2 separate regions of the Rattus norvegicus genome follow, and region 2 is linked to region 1. The links are chromatin contacts, called in public Hi-C maps. All regions are on one chromosome and are shown on one strand. The core of a region is the stretch at or near the end of the contact, and the rest is flanking DNA. Distances in the headings are between cores, read along the strand shown.

The links. A called contact is a pair of places that touch in the nucleus more often than the background predicts.
Region 2: a Hi-C map of liver shows a contact between it and region 1, with 2.3 times the contacts expected there. The contact joins the promoter of Mettl9 here to the promoter of Eef2k in region 1. A contact is called at or near these places in 2 of 12 Hi-C or Micro-C datasets (both in liver).

What each region holds. Positions count from the first base shown.
Region 1 is chr1:184,822,973-184,825,791 of GRCr8, reverse strand. Eef2k (eukaryotic elongation factor-2 kinase) reads right to left here and starts at 1,372. Exons shown (of 18, transcript NM_012947.3): 1 at 1,156-1,372. LOC102556194 reads left to right here and starts at 769. Exons shown (of 2, transcript XM_063279604.1): 1 at 769-1,736; 2 at 1,941-2,364. The coding sequence starts at 908. The coding sequence ends at 1,546.
Region 2 is chr1:185,007,829-185,010,645 of GRCr8, reverse strand. It overlaps Mettl9 (methyltransferase 9, His-X-His N1(pi)-histidine), which reads right to left and starts at 1,330. Exons shown (of 5, transcript NM_001163164.1): 1 at 1,166-1,330. The coding sequence starts at 1,330.

The DNA of each region.
Region 1 (2,819 bases), core at 123-2,622:
CTTCACAATAGAAATTAAGGTAGAGAAGGAGCCCCGAACAACAGCTCGGTTCTCTGGGCACCCTACGTTCCTACACGAGGTTCCCAGGCGTAAATTAACAGCTGCTAGCGCTGTAGGTGACAAGACCTCTTGAGTCTGACCAGTGCAGGGTAAAAGGTTTGAAAATATGTTTGTGAAACAGCGTGGCAAGAGTCATTCAGGAAAGTGACAGCTAACGCGCTCTGACCCTGGTATTTCAAAAGAACCTAGGTATTTGGAACAAAGAGCCGACCCCCACCCCAGCCCCTTTCTAGCTCCCGCCTGCCTTTCCTTTCCCGGGAACTGTTGCCGCCGCAGAGAAGGATGAAGAGCTGTCTAAGGTCGAGGTTTGAACACGGCCTGGGCCCTCTCCTTCCATTGGTTTCATCCTCCTCACCGCGCAAACAGCACCTTCTCCGGGAAGTCTTCCCAAAATTTCACTCTTAACCCCCACACTCAGAGTCCTAGTTTACTTACTCTACATTCCCTACCTAGCCTCCGTGGGTCTGGGGGCCTCTTTGGACCTCGGCGTTCTCCTCCGTAAAATCTGTTCAGTGGTCCCAGCGCCCCCAAGGAGAATCCCCAAGTCAGATCTCACTCCTCCGAAATACACGCGATCAGTCACACACAGGGCGCAGCTGGGCAGGTTCCCCGCAATTCCCTTAACAGACACAAGCTAGATTTGGCCCGAGGCTTACCCGGGAGGTCCCCGCCCCCGCGCCACCAACTGCATATGAATGCTCAGCCCCTTGGCGCACAAGTCTCCAACGCCTGCCAACACCCCAACTCCCTCAACAACAATGCTGCAAGGGCGTATGCTGCACAGATCTCGAGATTCCTCGACTGAGGCTCGCACAGGCCTCTAGTGTGGGGGAACCTCGTGAGGGGAATGCTGCTTGAGCGCTTCAGAGGGACAGGCGGGTTCTCCGAGACACGAAGGAGAGACCCTGGCGGAAGCCCGCGTGCGCTGCCTGGTGCAACCCGAACGGCGCCCGCCCATCGCTTGCCAGCGTCTTTCATTCTTTTCTTTATAGGCGCAAATACTGAGCCCCGCGGAAGCTCTGCAACCAAAGAAGCTCCTTTCGGGGGGCCACTGCAGCTGGAGGCGCGGGCTCCCCATCCAGCCCGGTCACCTACCTCCCAAAGTGGGACAGGCGCGACAGCCGCTGCCCACGGCCGCAAGGATCCCGAGGAGCTGGCAGAGGCTGGCGGCCGGACGCTCCAGGGTGCAGGGCGGGAGGAGAATCCTGGGGTACGAGCGCACGCGACAGAGAGCCAGGCCCGCAGCCGCAGTGGGGTGCCTGGAGACGTCCGAGCGCTGGAGCGGAGCGCCGGCTGGAGCTGGGGCTGTTGTGGCTGGGGTTGGAGCCGGAGGCTGGGACCAGAGCTGGGGCGGGACCGACGTACGGGGCGCACGCCCGGGCTCACGTGGCTGCCCCGGGTGGCCATCACCTCCCTGCAGCCCTGCAGCCGCCGCGTTCTTTTGGCTCCCCCGCCTGTTGAACGCTTCCTGAGCGTTTGGGTCTAAAGCCGGTTACTGTGCCGCGTGAGTCTCTTTTCCGAGCAATAGCCTAAAAGGCTTTTATCAGAAAATCTTTAGAATTTCTCGACTTCTGTTTTGAAGAAACTTAAGACACTTTCCAAGAGAGGGAGGGGGAATGCAGGAGAGGGTGAAACAACAAAAATTGTGTTGAAAACTCAAAGAATCCAAATTCATGGTAAGCATATATGTATTTAATATTTACATAGAATATACAAATTTATAAATATAAGTGTAAAATTATAAATATGTGAACAATATATATAACCTATAATTTTGTTTAAATTTAATGTTTATATAAATATATATTTGGTTTAAATTTAATGTTTAATGTTTGACAATTCCAAATATTTCTGTCATTTTTACTTAATATCTTCATCAGGGCCGGGCAGTGGTGGCACATCCTAGGACTCAGGAGGCAGAAGCAGAAGAAACTTCGTGAGTTTGAGGCCAGCCTGGTCTACAGAGGGAGTTCATCTAGTCTGTGCCATTTATATTTGACAATTTGACACAAACCCAGGTCATCTGGAAAGAGAAAACGTCAACTGAGAAAATGCCTCCAAGAGATTGGCCTGTGGGCCATTTTCTTAATTGATGATTGATTTGGAAGGGTCCAGCTCACTGTGGGCGGTGCCACCCCTGGGCAGGTACTTCTGGGTATACTCTAAGCAAGCAGGCAAAGCAAGCCAATAAGCAGGGGTCCCCAGTGTTCTCTGCTTCAGTTCCTGCCTCAGGTGCCTGCCCTGACTTCCCTTCAGGACAGACTGACTGTATGCTATAAGCCGAAATAAACCCTTTCCTCCCCAGGTTGCTTTTGCCATGGTGTTTTATCACAGCACCTGACGGTCTGTAATATTGTGTTACTGGTAACAAAAGGAGTACAATTGCTCCTCCTAACTCTCATCATGACCTTCTCAGCTGTCCTCCACTTAGTGCACAGAACTCAGGCTAGGAAAATGACTTTTCCAAGCTTACACAGTAAGTGGGTAAGTGGCAGAGGCAAGGTTTAGTCCAGATCTTTATAGGTCTGTGCCCTATAAACTCTTTGGTGATTGAGAGCAGTAAACCTGTTCTCCTGGGGAAGTCAGGGCTTCAGACCTGATAGCATGAACATTCCCTGCAAAAAATTGACTCCTCCCACTTCTTTCCTGAGCCAGGGCCTTTCTACACAGCTCTGACTGTTGTGGAAACTCACTGTGTAGACCAGTGTCTCTGCTCTTGAGCTCTAGGACTAAAGGCATGCACTACAACACCAGACAAG
Region 2 (2,817 bases), core at 81-2,580, 180 kb before region 1:
AGACCCACATAAAGGTCATCTAAAACACCACGATCACTAGGGAATTTAAAATAATGTAAATCTAGGATTCCTTCCAAAATAGAAAATGAAGTCTGAGTATTGATCAAGTTTCCAGGACCTGAGTTCCATCCCAACATCATAAAAAACAACACAACCCAGTACTTAGCAAATAAAACCATAATGCTACTTTTATACATAAAAAGGTGAGGTTCAAATGACACGAGGAATAATTCCTTACATCTCTCTGTAAAACAAGATGTACTAAACTCGGGCATTTAGAAGCCCAAAGTTTGTCTAAATTCAAAGGCTTCTTCTCTTCTGTGACTGCAAGGTTAACCACAAACTACTTACAGTCAAATATCTCCCTCTTAATTCAACAGCTGACCCATGTATGTTTCTTTAAGTGGTAGAAATAGCTAAGGAAAAGACCATCCAAACCCATCCTACTGGTAGAACCCCCCCTCCCCTCCGCACCCCACCACGGCTCACAATCCATAACTACAGGAATTCACAGCTGTAAAGTTCAGATTGTAAAAACCTCTCCCTCTAAAGCTTGCATCATCTTGCTCCTCCTTCCAACCTTTCTGGTCAGCTAACTAAACCCAAGTTTAAAGGACACGTCTCATAGGCAGAGGGGGAGGAGGGTTCCTAGGCTGGGAGCCCAGACCTGTCAAACACATTTTTTAAGTGCTTCGGGGAAATGTCAGTCGAAACGTTCACGAGGCCCAGTTAAATGTCTTTATAACCCTTTGTATATCCAGAGAGTCGGCTAGACAAAAAGAGACCGGCTTTCGGGTTTTGTTCCTCTGAGGGAGAGGAGGGCTGGGGCGGTTTTCTGCTCAGGCCCCTGTGCCAGTTGTGTGGCCCACCCCAAAGTTGCTCGGGTCCGGAGGCCAGACGCGGACGCCCGGCGAGGACGCGGCGGACGGCCTGGAACAATGCGGGGCTCCGGGGCGCCCACGCTGGGGCCTGGGGAGCCAGGCAGCAAAGGCTGTCCCCCGCCCGCGCCGCCAAACAAAAGGCGCCGCTGGGCCAGCGCCCGGGCCCGGAAAAGTTTGTGAGAGGCTGGGGCCGAGGCCCGCGCGCGCCGCCCCGCACAATGGCCCGGCCGAGCGCGGGAAGGCCGAGCGCCACGCCCCCGCTCCGCAGGGCCGCGGCCCAGTACCTGGTGCGTGTCCTTCCCGCCGCCCGTGGCCGCCGCTGGCCCGCCAGGGCCGCTAGTCATGTTCACGTACAGAGAGCGGGAGAGCGGGCTCCGCAGCGTCCACATCCTCCGCGCCAGCCACACGGACGCCAGGCTCAGGCACAGCCAGCCCGCCAACAGTCTCATCGGGGGGCCGCGGCCGCCAGCTCGGATCACCGCCGGGCCCAAGCCCAGGAGGAGGAGGAGGAGCCGCCGCCTCCGGCCACCGTCGTCGCCGCCGGAGCTCGAGCCATCGCCGCCAAGTCGCCCGTGCAGCCCCCTTCGGGGCCGAGGCGGGGAGGTGGGAGGAGCGGCAGGCGCACGGCCTTCTCACGTCCCCCGCGGCCCTTCCCGACCCGGAACGCCAAGGACTCCAGCTCCGGTTTCCACCCGGTGCACGTACAAATGCAGGAGGGGCGTTCTCCCTGCCCAATGAGCGGAGACGGGGAGGCCCGGGAGGTGGAAGAAAGGGCGTATACGTTCTCCGTGGCGCCGCCTGGACTCATAATGGCGGAAGGTTGGGGGAGACTTCTTACAGGGGTTACTGGACTCTTGACGCTCCGAGGAGGGCCTGCAGGACTTCCGGTCTTTCCTTGCCTTAGTAATAACTACCCAATGGGCCCCTCGACTACTCCTTTGACCTAAATGTTCACACTGACTCGAGGACGAAGGGACCTCATCCCTTTCCCGAGTCGTGATACACTCAGACCCAGCTTAATTCGACAGACCAGCGCTGCCCTTCTTGCTACAGTCATGTCTATTTAATAATTCTGTCTGGGGTCAGCGAACCTGACTCCCAACTCAAAAAACCACCCGGTAGCGGAGAATCTAGGGGAAAAAGGACCTCACTGCTACTCCCAGCCCCAGCATTCCTAAGCCTGAGGAGCTGCTGTCACAGGTCTTCACATGAAGCCTTCATGAATGGAAGCTCTGCTTTGTTGGAAGCTGATGCTGCTGGAGCACTCAGTGAAATGTGATGGAAAATAACAACTTTTCGACAACAAAGGCCACAACTTTCCTTGTTTCCTTGAGCTGACAGAAGTTGGGCCAGGCACTCAGTCTGGGGAGATGTAGCCAGATGTTTCTTAGATCATTTATAGCGGGAAGAAGCCCAATGTTTCTAAACTGAGGGTTCCTGTGTCTCAACTTCCTGTTGTTACTAAGCTACAACTAGAGAGTAACATATTTCCTAGCCCAGCTACTCACATCTTCCTAGGTTTGGAAAAACACGATTTTCATTTGACAGCACCAGAGATTCTGTACATTCTTTAGTATAAAACAATTCATCTTTATATTAATTTCATCACACTACATTAATGAGATTTCCATTTATGAAATAGTGTCCCAGAGATGAGAAATGTCACCCCTTACCACAAACTCTTTAGGTGTTAAAGAATCTCTGCCTTCTTTCCATATTAAGAATATTTTATTACCTAATGTGCATAGAATATAACAAAATACTTCATATTCTCTCATTCTGGTATATTCCCTGACATCTCCCTGTTAGGTATAAAACCAAAGACTAAACCTTGCTAAATTATGCTCAACTTTCCAGAAGTACTGGTCCAACATACATAAAAGAAGCTATAATAGTGAGTGCAAATGACTGTATTATGTCACCTCTTTGAGCTCCA